2 separate regions of the Mus musculus genome follow, and region 2 is linked to region 1. Evidence: chromatin contacts called from public promoter capture Hi-C data. All regions are on one chromosome and are shown on one strand. Each heading gives the region's core, a stretch centred on a gene start, on an enhancer-like site or on the middle of the called end of the contact. The rest is flanking DNA. Distances are from core to core; before and after follow the strand shown. Region 1 holds the start of Acap1 (ArfGAP with coiled-coil, ankyrin repeat and PH domains 1). Region 2 holds the start of Pld2 (phospholipase D2).

The links. Promoter capture Hi-C pulls out the DNA fragments that hold promoters and counts their contacts.
Region 2: a contact with region 1 is called in a promoter capture Hi-C map of embryonic stem cells. The contact joins the promoter of Pld2 here to the promoter of Acap1 in region 1. A contact is called at or near these places in 4 of 39 promoter capture datasets (embryonic stem cells, liver and pre-B cells) and 1 of 9 other capture datasets (pancreatic islet).

What each region holds. Positions count from the first base shown.
Region 1 is chr11:69,892,456-69,897,785 of GRCm38.p6, reverse strand. Acap1 (ArfGAP with coiled-coil, ankyrin repeat and PH domains 1) reads left to right here and starts at 2,247. Exons shown (of 22, transcript NM_153788.3): 1 at 2,247-2,500; 2 at 3,129-3,186. The coding sequence starts at 2,448. It overlaps 2810408A11Rik (RIKEN cDNA 2810408A11 gene), which reads left to right. Exons shown (of 9, transcript NM_001382461.1): 8 at 32-175; 9 at 294-428. The coding sequence ends at 352.
Region 2 is chr11:70,536,140-70,541,795 of GRCm38.p6, reverse strand. It overlaps Pld2 (phospholipase D2), which reads right to left and starts at 1,524. Exons shown (of 25, transcript NM_008876.3): 1 at 1,182-1,524; 2 at 842-951; 3 at 603-733; 4 at 357-499. The coding sequence starts at 950. It also overlaps a transcript of Gm40193 not described here.

The sequences.
Region 1 (5,330 bases), core at 998-3,497:
CCCTCTCTAGTTAGTACTATGTCCTTCACAGTCAATGGGTCACAGGTGACGCCCAACTGTTGGGCTAAGGGGCCAAGGTGCCGAAGTCCAGGGAGCTCAGAAAAGGAACATGGAAGTAACCAGAACCCTCCAAGCTGGAATGGGCGCAGACGTGAGCCTGGGCCAAGGCAAGGGGGTAACTTGCACTGCCCAGGGAGGCAGAGGGGTTAAGTGGGTAGGTTCTAGAGATTTGTGGGTCACATGGACAAGAGCGTACCCCTGCTGCAAGAAAGCCTAACCTTTTCTTTCTCTAGATGAAAGCTTGCGGCTCCAGTGGACTCAGAAAAAAGAACGTAGACCTTGGAAAATGTAGTCAACGAGGAGTGGGGTGAGGGTTGCCTTCCCTGTCTCCACTCTAATGGACAATAAAGAGAACATCAGGAATCTGAGTGCTGGGAGCTGCGTGTCCAGACTGGGCCTGCTCTGGGAGCCCAGGAGAGCGGGAGGGATGTCCAGACACAATAACCCGGGAAGGCAAAGCAAGAGGAGGAACAGAGCAACCCAAGGAACTGTGCTCCTGGGAGCAAGCACTTAGGGGCTAAAGTAGCAAGGTCACAAAATCAAGCACAGTCTGTTCTACGAAGTGAGAGCCTGCTTCAGAACACAAAACAAAACCAGGGCTTTAAAAACTCACTATTGCCCGACGTGGTGGCACACGCCTTTAATCCCAGCACTTGGGAGGCAGAGGCAGGCAGATTTCTGAGTTCGAGGCCAGCCTGGTCTACAGAGTGAGTTCCAGGACAGCCAGGGCTACACAGAGAAACCCTGTCTCAGAAACAAAAAAAAAAAAAAAAAAAAAAAAGAAAGAAAAAGCCAACAACAACAACAAATAAAAACTCACTGTTGGTTTATTTGGTTAACATGGTACACCTGTGGAGGTCCGAGGTTAGAGGAACTTTCCATAATAAGTTCTGCTAGGGTTTCTGGGGTCAAACTTGGGTTGTCAGACTGGATGTGTGAAAAACACTTTTACACAGTGGGCCACTTTGCTGGTCCCAAAACCTAGGGTCTTGAAAAGGCCCAACCTTGCAGCAGAATGTCCATGTCTGATAGAATCAGCATACTGTACATTTATTAACACCATCTTTGAGGCAGGGTGTACTGGCTGGTTTTGTGTGTCAACTTGACACAAGCTGGAGTTATCACACAGAAAGGAGCCTCCCTTGAGGAAATGCCTCCATGAGATCTGGAGAATCCATGTAAGGTATTTTCTCAATTAGTGATCAAGGGGGTAATGGCCCATTGTGGGTAGTGTCATCCTGGGCTGGTAGTCCTGGGTTCCATAAGAAACCAAGCTGAGGGGTTGGGGAGATGGCTCAGTGGTTAAGAGCACTGTCTGTTCTTCCAGAGGTCCTGAGTTCAATTCCCAGCAACCACATGGTGGCTCACAGCCATCTGTAATGGCATCTGACACCTTCTTCTGTTGTGTCTGAAGGCAGCTACAGTGTACTTATATATAATAAATAAATTTTAAAAAGAAAGAAAGAAGGAAACCAAGCTGAGCAAGCCAGGGGAAGCAAGCCAGTAAGTAACATCCCTCCATGGCCTCTGCATCAGCTCCTGCTTCCTGACCTGCTTGAGTTTTAGTCCTGACTTCCTTTGGTGATGAATAGCAGTGTGGAAGTGTAAGCTGAACAAACCCTTTCCTCCCCAATTTGCTTTTGTGCAAGAATTGAAACCCTGACAAAGACACAGGATTTCTCTGTGTAGACCTGGCTGTCCTGGAGCTCACTCTGGACCAGCTGGCCTCAGACTCAGAGATCCACCCACTGAGTGCTTGGATGAAAGGCGTGCGCTGCCCCTCGCTTTTTTGTCTCCCAGATGAGGGAACTGAAGGGTCAGAGAACTTGTTCAGTGTCACACTGGTTTTTGTGTAGACAGGGTCTCGCTGTGTAGCCCTGGCAGGCCTGTGACTTGCTCTGTAGATCACACTGGCCTTGATCTCACAGAGATCTGCCTGTCTCTGCTGTAATTAAAGGCATGTAGCACTATGCCCAACTAATCACACAAAGTCTTAAGTGACAGAGACAGATTTGACTCTAGACCATCATTTCCCCCTCAAAAAATTTATTCACCAATGGAGAAAGCAGCAGAGAAAGACCAGTGTCCCAGATGGAAGGTGACAGCAGGCAGTCTCTGGGGGAGGGACTGTGGTTTCTGTGATCTCAGCACCCCCCTCCGCCCAGGCCCCACCCCTACCCCTCCCAGAGCTGCCTAGAAGTGGTGGGGTTAGAGCTCCTCCTGGGTTACCCCGTTCCCTTTGGGGAAAGAATTCCAGACCCAGGCTCTTCCTACCAGAGGATTCTTCTCCATTAATACCCCTCTTGGGGGGTGGGGAGTGCATCTGCCTACATCCCCACCTACCTGACCTCCAGGGCCCCCCAGGCCCCCAAAGCAAGTCATCTGAGATGACGGTCAAGCTAGATTTTGAAGAATGTCTCAAGGACTCACCCCGCTTCCGGTAAGTGTGTGCAGGTCCATGAGACTAAGGAGGGGAAGGAAGGCCCAATAGGTCCCAACACCCACCCACCCACCCCCAGCATTCCCCAGGCAGGACCAACCTTAGAGCCTAGGCCACAGGGACCAGAGGGAACTGGTGGGACCTAGTGCCTCTACCACTCAAGCCAGGCTCTCAAATCAGGCATGGAACCCCAGCACTTGGGAGGCTGAGGCAGGAAGGTTGTTAAGTGTTCCAGGCTAACCTGGGCTACAGAGTAAAAAAAAAAAAAAAAAAAAAAAAAAAAAACCCTTTAATAACAGAACCTCCATGCTCTCCGAAGCTCACTTTACTCTGCCTTTCTGCCCCTTCTGGTCTTTATAATTGGCATTCCTCCTTCCTTCTCACGGCATCCCCTCCCCCAGCACCTGCCCCGGGGCGGTTAGCAACTTCCTGCCCTGGCCACATCCACCCTCCTACTCTTCCTGCTCTGGTCTGGGTTATTGAAGCTTAGAATGTGCACAGCAGCACAAGAGCAGAAACTGTCTGGACTCTGCTTGGTCTGTGCATACCCATCACCCCATGACGCCAACCCTGCCCCTGATGCTAAGCAGAGGCCCAGTGGACCTAAGTGCTGTCCATTCTTTCCCAGAGCCTCGATTGAACTGGTGGAAACTGAAGTGTCAGAATTGGAGACCCGCCTGGAAAAGGTGACCACGTCATGGAGAAAAGATGCAGAGTCAGATTAAAATAAAAGATTAGAATAAAATTAAAATAAAAGGTCAGGGAGATGGCGGGAGACTGGGAATGCGTTAGAGTCATTGAAAGTTAACTGTGCCTGGCACACACACACACACACAATTATATTTAAAATCTGGATGTTGCTGGGCGTGGTGGCGCACGCCTTTAATCCCAGCACTTGGGAGGCAGAGGCAGGCAGATTTTTGAGTTGGAGGCCAGCCTGGTCTACAAAGTGAGTTCCAGGATAGCCAGGGCTACACAGAGAAACCCTGTCTTGACCCCCCCACCCCAAAATCTGGATGTACTGGCTCATGCCTTTAATCCTAACACTGGTGAAGCTGAAACAGGCAGATCTCTGTGAGTTCTAGGCCAGCTAGGGCTAAAAAAAAAGCTGGGAATGGGGCTGCGTACCCAGATCCCAGCACTTGGGAGGCAGAGGCAGATGAATCTCTTGTGAGTTCTAAGATAGCTTGGTCTGTTTACATAGTAAGTTCTAGGACAGAAGAGAAACCCTGCCTGAAATACATACATATATGTGTGTGTGTGTGTGTGTGTGTGTGTGTGTGTGTGTATGTAAATTATTAACATATTAATATATACTTTTTGAGACAGGGTCACATGTAGTTCAGGCTAGCTTTGAATTTACCTGTAGTTGAGCCTGGTCTTGAATTCCCAATCCTCTGACCTCTATTTCCCCCCTGGAGATGGAATTCATCTTTGTGCATGTTAGACAGGCCGGGTTCCCCCACCAGCTACATCCCCAGAGCAAACACTTCTTAAAACATTATTGATATTATTTCAGTATATATATTTGGCTGTTTTATCTGGGTAAATGTCTGTGAACCATGTCCACACCTAGTGGCTGCTACAGAGGCTAGCAGAGGGCATTGGATCCTCTGGAATTGGAGTTGCAGTTGTGAGCCACAATGTGGATGCTGGGAATTGAACCTGAGTCCTTTGCATGAGCAGCCAGTGCACGTAGTCACTGAGCCATCTCTCCAACCCCTCAAATGGTTCTAATTGAACTTTTTTAAAAAATTTATTTATTTTATGTATATGAGTACACTGTAGCTGTCTTCAGACACACCAGGAGAGGGCATCAGATCCCATTACAGATGGTTGTGAGCCACCATGTGGTTGCTGGGAATTGAACTCAGGACCCCTGAAAGAGCAGTCAGTGCTCTTAACCACTGAAGCATCTCTCTAGCCCTCTAATTGAACTTTTAAAATTCAGGTTAATCCTACACTTGTAGTAATTGCTTAGAGAGGCCACGTCCCTGCCAGCTTCCCTGAGTGATGATATTTAATGCAGTTTTTACTCATTATCACAACCAAAAATTAGCATTGGTGCAGTCTAGTTAACAATAAAGTCTACAGGGACCAGGAGAGATGGCTGGTCAACAAAGTGCACCCCTTGCCAGCATGAAACCTAAGTTTGATTTCCCCCCCCCACCATGTAAAAATGACAAGGTATATGTATGGTATACATTTATAACCCTAGTATTGAAGTAGAGACAAGAGAATTAATTATTGGGGTTTTCTGACCATGCAGCCTAACCTAATTGGTGTGTTCAGAGGCTAATGAGAAATCCTATGGTAGATACTGGATACTGTTCTTTTTTTTTTTTTTTTTTTCAAGGTCATATTATCTACCCTGGCTGGCCTGGAACTTGCTATGTAGACTAGGCTAGGCCTCAAACTCACAGAGACCTGCCAGCTTTTACCTCAGGAGTGCTGGTCTGTCAGTCTGTCTATCATCTATATAATCGTGTGTGTGTGTGTGTGTGTGTGTGTGTGTGTGTGTGTGTGTGTGTGTGTGTGTGAGTGCGTATGCTGTAATGCATGGGAGGAGGTCAGTGGACAATTCAGGTCAGTTCTCTCCCTCCACCCCAGGCTCCAGAATTGCACTTAGGTTGCCTGGCTTACCTGTCAGGTAAACTATCTCACTGGCCTGAAGTTGGCTTTTCTAAAAAACTAGAAGTCCAGTGTGGTGGTGCACACCTTTAATCCCAGCACTCAGGAGGCAGAGGCAGGTGGATCTCTTGAGTTTGAGGGCAGCCTGAAAGAGAGAGAGAGAGAGAGAGAGAGAGAGAGAGAGAGAGAGAGAGAGAGA
Region 2 (5,656 bases), core at 275-2,774, 640 kb before region 1:
CTCAAGAAGGAGCTGGAGACGGGGCCTTGGAGGAAGAAAGGCTAGCAGAAGAAAGAAAGAAAGAAGAAAGGCAGAAGAAAGAAAGGGTCTCTGTCCTGGGAATGGAGACAACTGGGAGGAGGGGGTTGCTAAGGACAATTCTGGGCATCCAGCCTGGCTAAAATATTGGCACAGTACTATGGAGGAGATCCAAGCAGGGAAAGTTTCCTGGGAACCAGGGACAAGGGAGGGGGCACGGCACAGAGCTGAGGAAGGAAAATGCCCAGGGGATAAGAGTCAGACAGACAGGAGTGAGTGAGGCTGCCATGGGGTGAGAAGTACCTGCCTTTCACGGGAAGCAACCGAGTTCTACTCACCGAGCCAAAGGGAGCAGACTCATCAAGACTTTGTGTCTCTGGAGGTCCCGATGCAGCTCCTGAAAGTGTCGGAACTTCTTCTTGGTTGTCCAGGTAAAGTCACCATGCGTCAAGCGAACAGAATATAGAGTACAGGTTCCCACCTGGGGATATGAAAATCTAAAATATGTCTTCTGGCCCAACCCAGGCCTCCACTTGGGCCAGGACTCCCTCTCTCGCCTTCCCTGGTATCCGCTGGTGACTGACCTTGGATCCGCTGGTGTATCTTTCGGTGCCCACCACCTGGGCTATAACAGGGACCCCAGGGGCGAACACCAAGGGGTGTGCTTTCAGAGGCTGAAGGTCATAGATGGCCAGATAGGGATGCATTCGATCAGCTGGGAGGGGAAAAAAGCAAAACAAAAACAAAACAACCCAAGGGTGTAAAGATCTCAGGAGGCCTCAGATCCCTATCTCCCCTCTCTGGGAGCCATCTCCCTCTATACCTGGATCCTCTCCTTCCCTCAGAGTGTCAACCTCATCTGGCTCCATGTGCAACTGGCTGGAGTTCAGATAGTCCCCATAGGGAAAGAGGTTCTTCTGGGTTACAGTCATCCTAGGAATATGAGGAAGCCTCAGGAAGGGACTCGCCCTACAGAAACACCCCTTCCCCATCCAACGCCCCCGGTCGGTCCTCTCCCGTCTTACTCAGTGACTCTCAACGTCTAGGGTTGTAGACCGACGCCCCTCTAACACCCACCCCTGCAACCTCCATTCCCTCCCCCAGCCTTCAACCAGAGCCTCTCAGCCCCGCTTCTCATTCCAAATTCAGGTCCAAAAAAGCACCTAGCTAAGGTGGGATGGCCTCGAACTGGGGCGAGGTTAAGTCCAAGGGAGGAGCCCTGGTGACAGCGAGGCTCGAAGTCAGGTCAGACTGGCTGGAAGCAAGGGTCCGGGCGGGAATGAGGAAGTTGCGCGCTCCCCGCCCAGGAGAGAGATCCCGAAATCTGGACGAGCGGCTGAGTCAGAAGGCCGTTGCAGCTCCAGCCCGACAGCGTCCCCGCCCGGTTCCCGGGGCTCCGGACCTCAGCCGCGCCACGTCCCGGGCCCCCGCACCCTGGATGCGGACCCCGGCGCCCGTGCGGGTTCGCAAGCAGGCAGAACTCAGCCAGGAGCCTACACCCCAGAGGGCCGGGGCGGGGCCGGGGTTCAGAGCCTGCCCTCGGGGGGCGGGAAGGCCCCCAGGGCTCACCTCCACGACTGTCGCGTCGACTGGGTCCCGCCCCCGCCGTCCTCTGCCCGCCCTGCGTTAGAGACGCCCGGGCCCGGGCCGCCCACTCCGGAGGCCGCCCACTCCCCAGGGCTGTCTTCTTCCTCCAGCTGCCCTCGGGGCACCTGCTGGCTATGTCCAGCACCCCCCAGTGTGCGATCCACGTAGTGCACATTCCTCTACTGCGCGCGCGCGCGCGCGCGGCCATTGGGTAGTCTGGTCCCCAGCACTGCCTGGAATCCGGGCAGAACGGCCTGGGTTGCGAGGACCTGCAGATGTCCCCTTGGTGGGCCCGGTACAGATAGCCTTTGTTGATGGAAGGTAATAAGAGCATAAAAAGCCGAGTGACTGCCAAGTTCGTTGCTGTATGAGAAATCGCATTCTTCATTCTTGAAACGCTCTTTTAACGCAGGAGTGATTAGCCCGACACTGAGCGACAATAACAGACCAATTTCGGAACCTGGAACCTAATCGCCTGTAAATTTCAGTCTGGAAAAAACTTTTTTTCCCCAGATCCTAAAGGCTGTCCTTTTTTTCCCTTCCAAATTTCCGCTGAATCATCATTTGAATTGTTTTAGGTTTTGTTCACTGGAAATGAACCTCCAATAAACATTTATGTGCCAGTCATTTTTGTGGACTTATTATTTTAATTCCTCTTCTGTAAACAACTAGAGTGGAACTACTGGGTCATATAAGTGTATGTTTAACTTACTGTTTGCTGTCGAGGTCTGGGCTTGGCAGTTTGTAGCTCAGCAGCACAGAGAATTGGAGAGAGTATTGTGAAGCTTGGGCATTGAGACCAGCTGAGGCTACACAGCAAAACACTGCTGAAAAAACAAACCCCGGGGCTGGAGAGATGGCTCTGTGCATGAGCTGAGGACCTGAGTCTGATTCCTAGCACCCACATGGCTGCTCACCAAGCAGTCCCCAGGGGATCTGATGTTCTCTTCTTGCCTCTGTGGCCACTGCACACACAAAACATTTATACACACAAAGCCAAAATAGAGAAAACAATTAAATACAAAAACTTTCCAAAATGGCTCTTCTATTTTATATTTCTAAAAACCAGTGTATGGTACTTCTGTTGTAGCTGCTCCATAGCACGGTGCACATTCAATTCCATAGATCCTTCCTGTTATCCATTAGAGTGGTCTGAAAGGTTTACCACTGCAGTCTTAATTGTACATCTCTGAATATTAACAGCGTTAACTGTATTTCCTATTGTCTTAGTTAGGGTTTTACTGCTGTGAACAGACACCATGAAAGGCAACCCTCATAAGGACAACATTTAATTGGGGCTGGCTTACAGGTTCTGAGGTTCATTATCATCAAGGCCGGATCATGGCAGCATCCCAGGCAGGCATGGTACAGGAGGAGCTGAGAGTTCTACATCTTCATCTGAAGGCTGCTAGCAGAATACTGGCTTCCAGGCAGCTAGGATGAGGGTCTTATAGCCCACACCCACAGTGACACACCTACTCCAACAGGGCCACACCTTCTAATAGTGACACTCCCAGGGCTGAGGATATACAAACCATTACACATATGCTTAAGTATCTTGATAAAGTATCTGTTCATCTTTTCCTAATTAAAAACCTTAATACATATGTGCATATCTATATATTAGATAGGATACCTCTATGTCAGTGGTTTTTCAGCCTGCAGATATCCTGCATATCAGATATTTACATTACAATTCATAACAGTAGCAAAATTACAGTTATAAAATATCAATGAAAATACTTTTATGGTTGGGGCTCACTACAACATGAGGAATTGTATTAAAGGGTCACAGCATTAGGAAGGTTGAGATCCACTGCCCTATGTAGTCCTGGCTGGTCTTGAAATCACTATATATAGATAAGGCTGGTCTCAAACTCACAAGAGATCTGCTGTCTTTTCCTCTAGACCCTACATACACACACAAAGTATTTTTTTAAGTTAAAAAAAAAATCCAGTTGGGCAGTAGTCATTCATGCCTTCAATCTCAGTATTTGGGAGGCAAAAGCAGGTGGATTTTTTTTTCTTTTTTGTTTTGTTTTGTTTCCTTTGTATGTGCATGAGTACTTTGCCTGCATGTGTGTATGTGTGCCATGTGCATGCCTAATACCTGTGGAGGCAAGAGGACAGTGTGACCCTGGGACCAGACTACTTACAGTTGTGAGCTGTTATGTGGATGCTGGAGATCGAACCTAAGTCCTTTACAAGAGCAGCCAGTGTTCGTCACTACTGAGCCACCTCTCCAGCCCCTCAGGTGGATTTCCATGAGTTCAAGACCAGCCTGGTCTACAGAGCGAGTTGCAGGACAGCCAAGTTTACATAGACCCTGTCTTGACCCCTCTCCCCTAAAATATAAGCATATGTACAGAAAAATGTATACTCAGATGCTCAGAGCAGCATTATTGCTAACAAGCAGAAAGTGGAAAGGAGCCGGATGGTAGCAGTGCATACCTTTAATGTCAGCATCAAGAGGCAGAGGCAGAGACACAGATTTCTGAGTTCAAGGCCAGTCTAGTCTACAGAGTGAGTTCTAGGACAGCCTGGGCTACACTGAAAACCTTATCTTGAAAAAGCCAAAAAGAAAGTGGGAAGGAGACAAAGGGACACGCTGATGAAGATATAGCCGTGCCCTGGACTATTCGGCCATAAAGAGAAGCTATGTATTGATGCATACACTCCTCACAGGAAGGAACTTTGAAAACATCGAGCTAAGTGAGATAGACAAAAAGCCACGCTGTAAGACTCCACAGCATGGTCATTACTTTTCTCCTTGCTGTGACCAAATACAGGCATAAAGCAATTTACTGGAGATATGTATGTATGTATGTGTGTATGTATGTATGTATGCATGTAGTTAGTTAGTTAGTTAGTTAGTTAGTTAGTGGCTCCTGGTTTAAGGGAACACAGCCCACCACAGGCAGAAAGGTGCAATGGTGGACTACTTGCTCATCGGGGGAGACAGAGAACAGAAAGGTGAGTATTGGTACTAAGATGGTTTCCCATGGTTCCCCTTTTCCTCACCGCAGGACTCCAGTGCATGGGATGATACCATCCACATTCAGCTCAGGTCTTTCTTCTTCAGATCCGTGTCCCTGGACAGCAGAGTTGGGAGTTACACTTGTATTCTCAGCTTAGACCACTGGAGATCATTAGGAGTTTGAGGCCAGCCTGGGCTACAAAGTGAGGTCCTAGCTTTAAAACAAACAAGCAAACAAACCTCCTCTCTGAAAACATTCTCACAGGATTGCCCAAAGTATGCTTATTCATGCCTTAGGTGTTGTTGTTGTTGTTGTTGTTGTTGTTGTTGTTGTTGTTGTTGTTTAGAGGCTGGCCTACAGCTTGCTCTGTAAATCAAGCCGGCCTGGAATTCAGAGATCCACCAGCCATTGTCTCCTGAGTGTCGGGATTAAAGTTGCATGCCACCACAGCAAGCTCAGGTAAGTGTTTTTTTTTTTTTTTCATTTTACCTGTATGTGTGTATGTTATGAATGTATGTATATACACCATGTGCATGCAGGAACCCAAGGAGGTGGGTCAGAAGAGGGCCTCAGTTGCTCTGGAATTGGAAGTACAGGGGATTGAGAACTGCTCTGAGTGCTAGAAACTGAACCTAGGCCTTCTGTAGAAACAGTAAGTGCTTCCAACTGCCGAACCATCTCTTCAGCCCCACTCAGGGTGGTTCTTAATCTAATCAAGTTGGCAATCAAATTATCCATCACTGCTCTAAGCCCTGATCTGAGCAAATCACAAGGAGAAGTATTTGGGGGTGGGAGGGTTGGGCAGAGAAAAGGTAGAAGGGACGGACCGGCTTTTCCTGTATTTTGTCTTAGATGTTGCTTCAAAATATAGCAAATAAGTATCTTATCAATATAGATTAATCTAAAGAAAGAAAGAAAACAAAAACAAAAAACAAGAAAGACTAACCAGCACACTATGGACTGCTCAGGATAAAGAAAGTCCACAGAGAGACAGGAAGTAGATTAGTGCCTGTCAGGGCTCGGGAGAAGGAGGGTTGAGGAATGATTTCTAATGAGTACAAGGGTTTCTTGAG